Linked DNA regions of Arachis hypogaea: region 1 is linked to region 2. A link is a contact called in public Hi-C data. All regions are on one chromosome and are shown on one strand. Each heading gives the region's core, a stretch centred on a gene start, on an enhancer-like site or on the middle of the called end of the contact. The rest is flanking DNA. Distances are from core to core; before and after follow the strand shown. Region 1 holds the start of LOC112747788 (putative E3 ubiquitin-protein ligase XBAT31). Region 2 overlaps LOC112726820.

Region 1 (6,579 bases), core at 1,220-3,719, 220 kb after region 2:
TGTTTAGATAAAAACGTAGAGCTCGACGAAAACTTTGCGTGGCCGCAAATGACTCGTCAATCGGAGCTCCAGATCAAAAGTTATGGCTTCCGGAAGGTGGAGGTGAAAAGTAACCAACCCTCACCTCTCCTCTCTTCTCAATCTGCGCCCCCTCTCTCTTTGTGGGGAGGAAAATGAGCTCAAAGCTCGTTAAGTGAGCTTATATCTGTTGAACTTTGGGCCTGGTCCAATCCGTTTGTGTTTTTTGTCTGTTTGGTCCACTTTGGGCCAAATCTTTTAAGATTAGTGTTCGGTTTTCGATTCTAAAATTATTTTTGTCCTTACAAAACAACAAATCAATTTTCTAAATATTATTTTCCAAAATACGCAGTACTGGATAGTCTAGAGCCGGTACTGCCAACTTAAGCACTAGTACGCATTTTTACAAAAATCTTTTGAAAAGGTACATTTTCTAATTCAGAAAAATTCACTAAAATCAAATTTCACATTTTTATTTTTAAATTAAAACTTCTAAATTTTGAATTTATTCCGGACACTAAAATTATTTTATTAAAACGGTTTTACGTGAAAATGCGGGTTCTTACACTTTTTAGGTATTATGAGAAGCATTAACTGCATGTATTGGAAGTAGAAAAATTATCCAAAAGCTTGGAAATGTATGTTCTCACTATTATACTTGAAGTTGTTGCATCTTTTACCTTTGGATATGGCATACTTTTTTTAGAGTTGTTGGTTTCAATAATGATATCAATGTGTTAAATTGTTTACTAGTGTTTGATGATGTTTTATAAGGTCATGCTCCATAGATAAACTACACTATAAATGATAACTCATACAATATGAGATACTATTTATCAAATGTATATATCCTGAATGAATAGTATTTGTTAAAATAATATCCCGACTACAAGGAGATAAACAAAACTTGTTTGCACAATCTCAAGAAGGACATCTGAAGAATGTAGAATGAGCATTTGGAGTATTACAAGCTTGTTTCACAATCATTTATGGTCTAGTATAAAGCTTCAAAAATTAATGAAAGCTTGCATCATATTGCATAATATGATTGTTGAAGAGGAAAGAAACGCATATACGGTACTAAATTCCCTTCTCATCACCATGTCGACAATGGTATTTTTACAACCGGAGTTACACGAAGATAATTTAATATTGTTTGAGCGCCATTCTAAAAAAAGATATTTTTTAAATGATATTTTTTTAAAAGATCTTTATAAAAGTAAAAGTGATTTTATGTTTAAATATCTCATGTAAAAAAATCTTTTTATTTATCAATTATGTTTGGAAAAAATAAGATAAAAGTAGTTTTTGTTCATTTATTATGTGAAAAACATCTTTTTTATTTTAAGAAAAAAATCTTTTAAAAAAAGATGTAAATTGTATCTTCTAAAAAAAGATTTTTTTTATTTTTTTAGTACTTTTACTTTTATTATTAGAAATTTGTCAAATATACTAAAAAAAATTTATCGATTTAATGACGTCGAAACAAGTACAAAACATCAAGAATTACAAGTTGTTGAGAATATCTGGCAATTTCACAATTTTAATAAATTAAGTTTAGAGTTTTATCAGGTTTAATATTGTGCTGTCTTAGTTATTATTTTATTTGTGTAATGTTTTAAATATATCATGTGATTTTTTTAATGATGTTATGTTTAATTAGGTTATTTTAAAATTTATTTTTATTAATATGTAATATCTTTTAAATATGGTAATTATTATTTTTGAGTTTTTACAATTTAATTAAAATTATTTGGAATTATTCATTTTATGAAAAATATAATTCTTAACATATAATTAAATATAATAATATATTCATTATATATATATATGTATGTATTTTTAATTTTTATATTTTAATTAATTCATGACCGTTATATAAAAGCAATTTGTTTTTATATATAAAAGCAAATTAAAAAAATAAATTTAGTTAGATTATAGAAATTAACATTTTCATATATACCAAGATATACAAAAAAGTAATTCGATTGTGACATTTTAAATTAGAATAGTAAAAAATTAGAACTTATTAAGCAGCGTATATAAAATAAGAAGTTTTTTAATAAAAAATAGAATTAAGTAAAAAATGAAAATTTTTATTAAATTTATAAAAAATATGTATTATACATGATAAAATTTTTTGGTAATTTTTTTTACTAAAAAAATAATTTTTATGCCAATAAATTATAACTCAAATAATATATTCCCTTTATATTCACCTATAAAATTCGAGTGTTGTTCTTAATTTTAAAAAAAAAATATTTGATACAGTTTTACCATATAAAAGTATTGTATTTATTATTTTACTCACCTATAAAATTCGAGTGTTGTTCCTAATTTTGAAAAAAAAAAATATTTGATATAGTTTTACCATATAAAAGTATTGTATTTATTATTTAATTAAAAGAAAGAAAAAGAAGTTAAAAATAGTGGAGGGTCAAGTGGGAAGTATGAACGGAGATTAACAAATAATAAAGTGTTTGATGCAGAGTTCGGTCAGGCTGCCCGAAACCGCGGCGGGCTAGTCCAAAGTCCAAGCCACGAGGCAACTCACAATATTACTACTCACTCATTCATCAAATCCACACCTTCCCTCTTCCCACCAAACTCAACTACCATCCTCCACCACCACCGTGCACGGCGGCGCGTGGTGGAACTTCGGGATCACCTCTCCGCTAGCTCACAAAGAGCTGATCATCAAGTTGCGGAGATCGAGGAGAGGTAAAGAGAGAGAGAGTGGGGGCAAATGGGTCAAAGCCATAGCTGCACCAATCATCACCACAACAGCCATGAGAAGGCTAGTGTTGCTGCACTGTTTGGCGCAGTTGCCGATGGTGAGTTGGAGATTGTTGAAGCTATGTTGAAGGAACACCCTTCTCTCTTAGAACACTCCAATGGCCGTGCAAGGTTGTCACTTCTTCATGTAGCTGCTGCCAATGGGAGAATCCAGGTTCATTTTTCTTTTTATTTTCTTGTCTTTTGTTTTGTTCATGGTTCTCATTTACTTGTTTGTTACTTAACTTTATTTTTAATTTTGATTTAGGTTCTTTCTATGTTGCTGGAGCGAGATGTTAAAGCAGACATCTTGAACCGCTATAAACAGGTTTGTAAATTATAAGTTATTTTTTATTTTTTTATTTTATGATCCTCACATTGAGTAAACAAATAAGGTTTCTCATCCTCCTTTAAATAAGTGTGGAGGAGTCAATTCTAGTCTTGGTCAAAAAACTTTGAATATCCCAGTCAGGGATCAAATAAAGTAAGCTCAATGCGGTGTTTAAGTCATAGAGTTCAGGATTGATGGTTTCTGATGATTTTCTAGTTGGAATCTTTTTATGAATGTTGAAATTTCGAAGATTTTAATTTGATTCTGATTCTTTTTTGTTGCGTTTTGCTTGTAGACTCCATTAATGTTGGCTGCGATGAATGGAAGGACTGGTTGTTTAGAAAAGCTTATTCAAGCTGGAGCTAATGTATGTTATGCTTTATTACTTTATTAGTTTATTTTATTTTATTTTATTTTATTTGTTTTTAAAGAGAAAAAATTGAAATATAGTCTATGTTTGGATTAGTTTATATTGAAACGAATTAACTTTTCAGGCGAAAGATCTTTGTTGAGAATTTTGAGAGATAAGAGAAGAAAAGGAGAGATTGGGACTAAATAAGTTAATACGAAATCCCTTGGAGTGGTGGTGATCTTTTTTATCATAGGATAGATTACACAATTTGATGAATGGTATTAATTGTGTGTATCGTTTCAGATATTGATGTTTGACTCTTCGCGACGACGAACATGCTTGCACTATGCTGCTTATTACGGTCATGCCGACTGCCTTAAGGCTATTCTTTCTGCTGCTCATTCCACACCTGTTGCTGATTCATGGTTAGATTCACTTCTCTCTCACTCTCTGTTTCATATCCCTCAAATTCGGGTGCAAAATAAGGCAAACTGAATGCCACTAAATTTAGAATTGCTCAAATGTTGCATTGTCAGGGGTTTCGCCAGATTCGTGAATATAAGAGATGGAAATGGTGCCACCCCACTGCACCTTGCTGCTCGTCAAAGGCGGCCTGAGTGTCTTCACACCCTTTTGGATAATGGGGCTCTTGTTTGTGCTTCAACTGGTGGATATGGGTAATTATATTGAAAGTTATATGATTAGTATATATCATAGGTAGATGTTGGCAATTTTTTCATTTGTATTGTATCATTGATCAAGGTTTTCTGCAGTTACCCTGGGAGTATGCCGCTTCATATGGCTGCCCGTGGTGGCTCCGTGGACTGTGTCCGGATGTTGCTTGCTCGGGGAGCAGATAGGCTGCAATTAGATTCTTCTGGGTAAGAAGTTTCCTGTTCCAGTTTATAGTTACTTGCATATTGCAGACCATATTCTCCGACTAGCGAACTATGTACTGAATTATCTCTCAGGTAGCGTTGATAGGGATATTCTTGTAGTTTATTTTGTCTCTGCCTCGTTCTCCAAAGACGTTTCTATCCCTAATGTCTTCATATATTTATGAGTTCTTGATATCTTTTGATGTTTTTTTATTGCAAGTATTGTGTGATGGATTGTCCCTGCTTCTTTAGGCAGGTTGAGTTTCTCTGAACTACTTATAAACAAAAAACCAAAAAAAAAAAAAACAAAACACCTCCGAAAGAAATACTTGTAATTTAATCACAAAAAGTAACAAATGTATTGAAATAAACCATACTCAACCCCCTACCGACATTTTACTAACTATGTTTTAGCTCTCAGAAACCAGGTAATTATCATTTCCATTTATGTTAATACCATTGAATACAGGGAAACACTAAATGATATGTCAACTTGAAAGTAGTTGCGTGCAAAGTTTGAATGTTAATTTCACTCTATGCTTAATAAGGAATAAAGTAAACCAACAAGCCTCACTTTTTGACTTAAAATTTAACTGTTTGACACTATGCAATTTGATTTATTGGTTAACAAATCACCTTCTAGAACCTTTGGGATTTCATACTTTAAAGCTGAAATTGATTAGCTGAATAAACCAGCAAGAAACACGCAAAACATGAGTATATGTATTGTTGATAGTACATTTTCCATAACTTGGTGCTTAAACTTATAATACTCTTTTTGTAACACAAAGCTCTTAAACTTACAACTGGAGAAGTTAACACTCTATTTTTTGTCCGATACAGCAGTGCTCTTAGCTAAAGTAACAATAGGCCTTATATTAAAAGCTTCTTTGTTTCACTATTTACTTTTGTGTTCTATTCACTCCAATATGGTTATAAATATTTGTTTAATAAGTAATACAGTATTTATTCGAATTTTCCTTGAGTTCTTATTCAATGAAATCACTAACAACCACATTAAGATCTTATTTTGATCTTGTTACAAACAACTCGTTGCAGGAGAATACCATTCACAGTTGCTCTTAAGCACAAGCACAAGGCATGTGCTGCCCTTCTTGATCCTTCATCAGCAGCGCCACTTGTTTGGCCGTCCCCGTTAAAGTTCATCAGCGAGCTCAATCAGGAAGCAAAGGCTTTACTGGAGAAGGCCTTGCTAGAAGCTAACAAGGAGAGAGAAAAGACTCTGTTAAAGGAGGCGGATAGACCGCCATCAATATTGCATTTGGAAAGCAAAGATGATGATGATATTGCTTCCGACTCTGAGGTACAACTTACCTATTCTAATATGTATCTAGTCCTAATAAATTTATCATTTAAGTCATTTTATTTGCTCCTTATAAAAATTTTTGTTTGGGTTTTGGTCGCTTATGTTTCCTTTTTATTGTTTAGTCCCTGCCATTCTAAATTTTGGTTCTTATAAGTACTTTAGATTATGTGCATAGCATTAAAACTATTGGAGTTTTTTTTCTTTCTTTAATATCTACTTGTAGTTCTTTATGCTCAGTACTTTTAATCATTCAGATCCAAGTGTGCACCACTTGAACATAGGCAACTGACTTTCCACAGATCTTGTTATGATTTAAGATAACTTCTGCGTATCTCTTTAACATTTTGATAATTGATTCTACTTCCCAAGAATCTTGATCAGGTTAATCCGATTCCTTGTTGAAACAATAAAATGTTTTGTTAATGCTTGAACTTGAGCATAATCAAATACTTTCTTGCTTTACATATATTTAAGTTTTTTCCCCCTGTAAAACAAGTAATAAGTAATGACTTAATTATTTCTTGTTATATACTACTCATAAAGGAAAGCAATATGGAATTATGCTGTATATGTTTTGACCAAGCATGTACAATTGAGGTCAGACCTTGTGGCCATCAAATGTGTGCTCATTGCACCCTTGCACTTTGCTGCCACAAGAAGCCCGATCCAGCCACGACTTGCGCCACCGGTCCTGCTTGTCCATTTTGCCGAGGCGCCATTCTTCAATTAATTGTTGCCAAAATCAAGACTAGCAGTGAAACAGAAGCTGAGTCCAACCCTACAAAGCCAAGAAGGTCTAGAAAATCAAACTTCAGTGAAGGGAGCAGCAGCTTCAAGAGTTTGTCAGCCATGGGCTCCTTTGGAAAGATCGCTGGGCGCAATTCTGGAAAGATTGAGG
Region 2 (6,909 bases), core at 3,921-6,420:
GACTTATTACCTTCTAAAAAATATACCGATTCCTCACTTTCCAAGTGCTCCAACACAGCGCCGCTATGAGGAGGCTCTTTTTGTCTACCGTCGAATTGAGCCACTGCCCAGGATAAGACTCGTTGCCACCAATTCAAAAAGGTCTCTTCTTCTCTCATTCACAGGTCAGGAGTTATTAAGTTTAGGCTCCATATTATTGAAGACAGGGAGCATTGGAACAAAGCATGAGAAATTGATTCAGCCTTCAACATGCATCTTGGACAAGTGGCAGGAGTGGACGCGAACTGTCTGTGAACTTGTTGCAACACCGAAAGCTTTTTATGAAGACTTTTCTATAGAAAAACCTTAATTTTATGAGGTAATTTCAATTCCCAAATGCTATTTCATACTTTATTGTCTATATGTTCTGGGGCCTCAATGAAGTAGGAGAATGAAAGAATCCATAAGCAATTTTGTATCTTGACCCAACTTCATATATACCAGATTTTGTCCAGTACCAATTAACTTCATCCTTTTCCTCTGTTGGTTGGATTGAAAATTTTTTATTGCATATATCAACTGAAAAAATTGACTCAATCAAATTTCTATTCCAGCTTCTATCAGGATTTAGTAACACACTAACGTAATACACTTGCAGATTTGGCGGGATTGTGAGTGCATTTTGAGGGACATTAAGGGGCACTGGTAGTGGGAGCCAGGGGTCATGGAAGATGTGAACATTAGTACCAGAGCCTATTTTCCATATCAAGCCTTTCTCGATCACCTTGCGCCCTTCAAAAACACTTCTCCAGCCCCACGACGGTACGCTTCCTATCTATGCATGTAGGAAATCTATATATCTGAAATATTTAGCTTTGAGCATTATTGATAGAGTAGAATTAGGGTATTTCATTAGACACCAACATTGCTTTCCCAATAAAGCCAAATTTTGCGCCTTAGGTCCTTGATCCCCAGCCATCCATCTTTCTTCGGTCTTGTCATTGTGTCCCATTTAATCCAAACCATTCTTCGTTCTGTGCCTTTTTGACCCCACCAAAATTGCGAGAGTATGCTATGAATCTCAGTCAACAGCGTGTCCGGGAGCTTGAAACAAGAGAGTGTATAAATAGGAATCGCCTCCCCCACCGCTCTCAATAGCGTGTGCCTGCCACCTGATGACAATAGACTTCTTTTCCAACCTATAATCCTCTTCTGAACTTTATCCTTGATAGCTCCAAAGGTTGCTTTCTTTGATTTTTGAACTATAGAGGGCAGCCCCAGGTATTTGTCTTGTGCTCCAATATGTTCAATATTTAGTGTCTGAACAATTGCTAGTCTTGTGTTCTGAGGTGTGTTGTGACTGAAAAAGATAGCCGACTTATTCAAATTGAATTTTTGCCCACTGAAACCCTCATAGATCTCTAGCAATTCTAGAATACTTTGGCTTGTATTAGGTGCGCTATTGCAAAAAAGGATTGAATCATCAGCAAACAAAAGGTGATTAACTGTTTGGCATCTCCGATTAACTTGAACTCCTTAAATTAATCTGTTTTGCTCTGCCTTGTATAGCAAGAAGGAAAGTCCTTCTGCACAAAAAAGAAAGAGATTTGGAGATAGGGGGTCACCCTATCGGATGCCCCTATTTGGCCTAAAATAGCCAAAAGGTTAACCTTCCATAACGACAGAGTAAGAAACAGTCGTTACCAATTCCTTAGTCTAGTTAATCCATTTAGTATCAAAGCCCAGCTTATCCATAATATACCATAAGAAATGCCATTCAACCCTATCATAAGCCTTGCTCATGTCTAGTTTAATAGCCATCTCATGCTCTGCCCTACTTCTCTTATTTTTCAAATAGTGCATACATTCGTGGGCAATTAGAATATTATCTGAAATGAGTCTACCTTTGAGAAACGCACTCTGATTTGGGCTTATAATTTTATTCATAATACCTTGTAATCGGTGCATCATAACTTTAGAAATAATTTTATACATAACTGAAGACAAACTGATCGGTCGTACCTGAGTCATGTCACTAGCATCTGGCACCTTTAGAATCAAACAAATTTGAGTATGATTGAAGCTTTTTAGAATTTTGCCACTATGAAAGAAACTTCGCACTGCCTTAAAAACGTCACCTCCAACTATATCCTAGAAAAAGTGAAAAAACTTAGCTGTAAACCCATCATCACTAGGAGCACTCTGAGCATGAACACTAAATGTAGCTCTTTTGACCTCGTCCATAGTTACTGGACTTTGGAGCCTACGGTTCATGGAAGCTGTAACCTTAGGTTCCAAATCCTCTAAGTATGGATTCGGATCAGCCGAACAAGAAGAAGTAAAAATATCGCAAAAGTAGTCTTCAACTACCTTTGCAATATCCGAGACGCGTCATGCTAGGGAGAGGTATCCACACCTTTATAAGGCATGCTTCATTCCCCTCCCCAACCAATGTGGGACCTTACAAAAAATATTCTTCATGTCCTCCATAAAACAAATATACACTCCAGGGTCAGTTTCACAAAAAAATATACTAAGCACTAAGACAACATCTTAACAAACTAAATATTTCTCCTAAAAGAGCAAAAAGAATAGGGCCATGAAATATGAAGCAAAAACCCAGAGAAAGAGAGAATAATCTTACATTTGAACCCCGATGCTCCTTTAAACGAGTCCCATGTGAATCACCATCATGATCTTTAGTAACAAAATTTTCTGCATGTATAAACCCAGAGAACCATATGAGATAATTGTTTTTATGCATACTAACAACCCATACACATTCACATTTCATCTAAGACAACTTGAAATAATGATTTTGCATAGATTAAACATGTTGAGTTTGAACTTTTTCCTTTATAATAAATGAATTAGCCTTTGTAAGTACGACAATGTTTTTCACATGTTCTCTTTGCATTTGCAAAAAGCTTTATAAGGACCATTTTATCTATATCTCCCCCTTCAATGACTCTAATACTGACCCCCCTCTCTCCCTCTTTTTCAATATTAAGCAAGACATAAGATCCCCTAAATAGTAGCAACTATCTTAATGGGTGTCAAGTGTGACACCTTCATAAACCCTCAATGAGTACCCATTACTAAATTAAAAGGTCCATCTTAATGCTACCAAAAGTATTCATTTTCATCAAATATGAACATAAGGACAAAACTAATTGCTATTAAGACAGATGATTCACGTGCCATATGTTTGCAACTTTAAACATGGCACCATTAACACAACACAATAACATGAACTTCCAACATTAGTATGAGTTTTGAACAATATTTTTTTCTTATACATTGATCTTTCACAACTAAAAAAACCTAGAAATAAATCCAAATGATAGCAAAACGAAGAGATATTGATTTAAAAAATTATAACCTGCTTGTGATGATTCATTGGTTGATTTTCGATATCTCGTATTAGCTTGTCTATCTTTACTAGCAGATCCATTAAGCCCGCTTTCATCCTTAATAACAATAGACTCAGACTTATCTTCATCCTCTGCATATGCTGCAATAGAAATGGTCCTTGGTTTCGGGACCCTAAACACTTCATCATTTTGAGATCCTTCATGTTTTGCAATTGCAAGGGCATTTAGTCCTATTGAAATCATTCATTAATACCAAACAATTAATCTATGCTCAATGGTTCCCTTGCATATATTATGGAGGAAGTAGATAATTATTGAAAATAAAACAAAATTAAAGCAATTACCTATGCACCACGTATTTGAAGCTAGCTATAATAAAGGTATGTTATATCTGGTTTGTCTTATTTATATCATTGCAACAATAAAGAAGAAGAAAATTCAAATAGTATTGAACAAAATGAAGACATTTTTCTCACCATATATGAATACAACAAGCCACTAAACTCGAAAAGTGCCCCTCTGTTCCCCCTCCCTTTTTGTTTTTTTTTTTCCTTTTCTTTTAGGTCACAAAATAATGATAAACACTGCTATAAACTTATAATATTAAGTTGTGTGTACTACTAGCACAGAGTAATATAAAAACTCTTTGTTATTGCTTTGAAGACAAGTACAGAGTAAAAAAAAGTTTTATCTAAATTAAGTAGAGTAAATAACTAGTATCTATTTCTTAATTATAATGATGGAGTGAGATAGAAGAATTTTTCCGTTTAATAATGAAAAAAAAACTATTTTCATGAAGACAAACATTAAAATCTGCATAATAAGAATAGAATTCAGCAGCTTTATCATCATCAAACAAGCACATATCTCATCATGATCATCATAGAACAAGGGCAGCAATACATCAAACATTTACATTATAATCAAACAACAAGGACAACACATCAACATTTTTTTTTATGTTTAAGACATCCATGATCCATTAACAGCAGCCACTTTAACAATGTATAATGAATTATTATCAAATCTAGCAAAATGTATAATGAATTGATCGGACAATAAACTGATGGAATAATAGAAATGTTAGTCCAGATCTGTGACACTAGAAATGTAAGTGGCTAAAGTTCTTCCAAATGAACAATAATTTTTTCCTTGTTTTAAACTAAGATTTCACTATTGAAATTAAAATTTTACTTATTGAGAAGTTGATAAGAGTGAACTGAAAACAGATCTGAAATATGTAAATAGGCATAATAGTGGTATATATAGTAGCCAATATTAGCATTGAAGCTAAGAAATAGGGTTTACCAGCTCTCAAACTAGCATTGAAGCAATGTTTCTTTCGAGCTCTGCACTAGGAAGGGTCTCTTTCGAGCTCTCAAAACATAACAGTGGTAGCAAAGGTCTCAAAACCAGCTCGGCTCTGCACGAGGAAGGGTTTCTTTTGAGCGACAAAAGGAAACGGTGGCAGAAGGGGTTGGGGATTTGCAGTGATGGAAGAGAGTGGTGGCGGAGGGAGCATCGACGGAGGGTTTGCGAGAGACAGTGAGTACCGAGGGAGTCACTACTAGAGAAAGTCACCATCGAGAAGAGGGTTAGGGGTTTATGGTGGGAGTAGCGATTGTGCATGGGAGTGCTAGAAAAAGGGAGCATCGACAAAGGCATTACGAGCACCGGCGATGTTCTTCGGAATGCTGGGGTTCTTCATGGAGTGTTGGGGTTTTGATCAAAGTGTTGTTATTTGCGGAGTGCCATCAGTGTTTAGGGTGAGGCATGAGAGTTATTTGCTAGTGAGAAGCACAAAAGGGTTTAGGGTTTCGAAGAAAGAGTTTCAAAGTGTGCAATAATGTAACTCATCATATCTGAACGAAAGATTTTTTTGGGAACCTTATGGCCACGGTTTTGAAGTGTGCCAAAAGAGTTACAGGAAATGGCCACGCTTTTAAAACATAACCACGATGAAACCATCTTGCCATGTTTCAAAAGCGTGGCTGTTTTTCTCTATGGCCACGCTTTTGAAGCATGGCAAACAAAGCATAGCCTATTCTCTAATCAATTGCTACCCTCATATAAGCGTGACCATTGACCTCTTTCGCTACGCTTTTGAAGCGTGACAAGAAAAATCGTGGTCAAATTTCTAATCAATCGCCACCCTCATAAAAGCGTGGCCACAAATCTTTTTTCTCGTAGTGCCATAATAATCCCTAGACCCCTTTTCAGTCAACAATTATATATAGTGATCATGTGGCACTCAGTAGCCATGTTGGATGCAACAATGGCTAACTGACATGGCCAAATTAAAATTTTGAGCATTTGGTCTCTCTCCGTTTATATAACCCTAATTCATTCTTCTTCTTATTAAAGTTATGTCTTGGTAGATGAAACTGCAAAATAAATATTCATCCAACCTCAATAAGCCGATCTCCAAGTACCACCTTGCCACCATACTTCATTGCTTCTTCATATGCCATGCAAAATTCAGAACCAAGAATGATCTTAAGTTCACGAGCAATCTATTAGAAAAAAGTTTAAGACAGGAAACATGTTGTACGAGGGTTCGTGTGTGCTTTATGCATGCTTGAAGAAGGGACTAAAAGCTAATAATACGCTAAAAAAATCTAAAAATTAGATGATAAATCTTAAAATGTCAAAGACAGAAACATGCTAGCAGATACATGTGTTATGATCCTTTTCCTTCATTTTGATTGCAACCATTTCTTTTATAATAGGTATCTAGAAGAAGAGAAAAGTAGTATTTAATTTACTACGAAAATAAATGAAAGAAAAAAAACACCTTCAATGGAAAGACAATGTACACACACCAATTACCATAAGGTCAAGTTTGCATTACTACTATTATCTAGAAATTTTACATGGACATTGAATCAACTATTAAGAGATAGGTAAAAATAGTTTCTTTTATGGAGAGGGAGCTTGAAATTAACACTTTGAAAAGTCATATTGCTTTGAATGATAGTAATCATAAGACTTGGGAGATATGATTAGTGCCAACCAAAATGACCTCGCAAGATGACAAAACTTTATTCAAATTTGCAAAGTTTAGTAATGAAAAAGTAGAGCAAGCACCATATGAGAGAAAACTTCTGAAAGAAGAAAAGAGAGATAGTTGAGGGATAAAATCATACTCTTTGTTATTACCATCATCTATATATATATATATATACAAGTTTACTCACTACATAGAGCACCAAACACCTAAACCCTAATAAACTTAGTATAACAAGCTATATACATCAAAGTACCGAATGAGTACTTAATTAATAAGATAAAATACTAACTAAATTTACATAATTATATATGTTAACTCTTATAATACTATTGTTAATATATACCCTCAATTACACAAGATCTATGTTTGAGTTTCACTATGTGTTGTGGCAACCCTTTCTTCTATGCTTTCTATGATGAAGATGATGTCAAACAGTTTCGAGAATTGCTTGACAAATAAGTTGAACCAACTGACTAGCCCGAGTTGAGAGCTACAACTCAGCACACAATTCACCATCACTCATAATAATGTTGTTAAGCCCTACTA

Evidence for each region. Hi-C and Micro-C count contacts between places; a contact is called where the count stands out from the background.
Region 1: a contact with region 2 is called in a Hi-C map of leaf, with 2.0 times the contacts expected there. The contact joins the promoter of LOC112747788 here to the enhancer-like site in region 2. A contact is called at or near these places in 3 of 8 Hi-C or Micro-C datasets (leaf and an unstated tissue).

Annotation. Positions count from the first base shown.
Region 1 is chr2:72,033,327-72,039,905 of arahy.Tifrunner.gnm2.J5K5, forward strand. It overlaps LOC112747788 (putative E3 ubiquitin-protein ligase XBAT31), which reads left to right and starts at 2,470. Exons shown (of 8, transcript XM_025795977.3): 1 at 2,470-2,968; 2 at 3,062-3,121; 3 at 3,420-3,491; 4 at 3,780-3,901; 5 at 4,013-4,153; 6 at 4,250-4,357; 7 at 5,414-5,678; 8 at 6,225-6,579. The coding sequence starts at 2,765.
Region 2 is chr2:71,809,196-71,816,104 of arahy.Tifrunner.gnm2.J5K5, forward strand. LOC112726820 reads right to left here. Exons shown (of 4, transcript XM_025776346.3): 2 at 3,362-3,583; 3 at 2,624-2,694; 4 at 837-2,130. The coding sequence ends at 1,696. Among protein-coding and RNA genes, the nearest start is that of LOC112726820, 12 kb to the right of the region's middle. Within about 2 kb of position 5,171, at least 1 of the 3 cell types and tissues checked has open chromatin away from gene starts, as enhancers often do.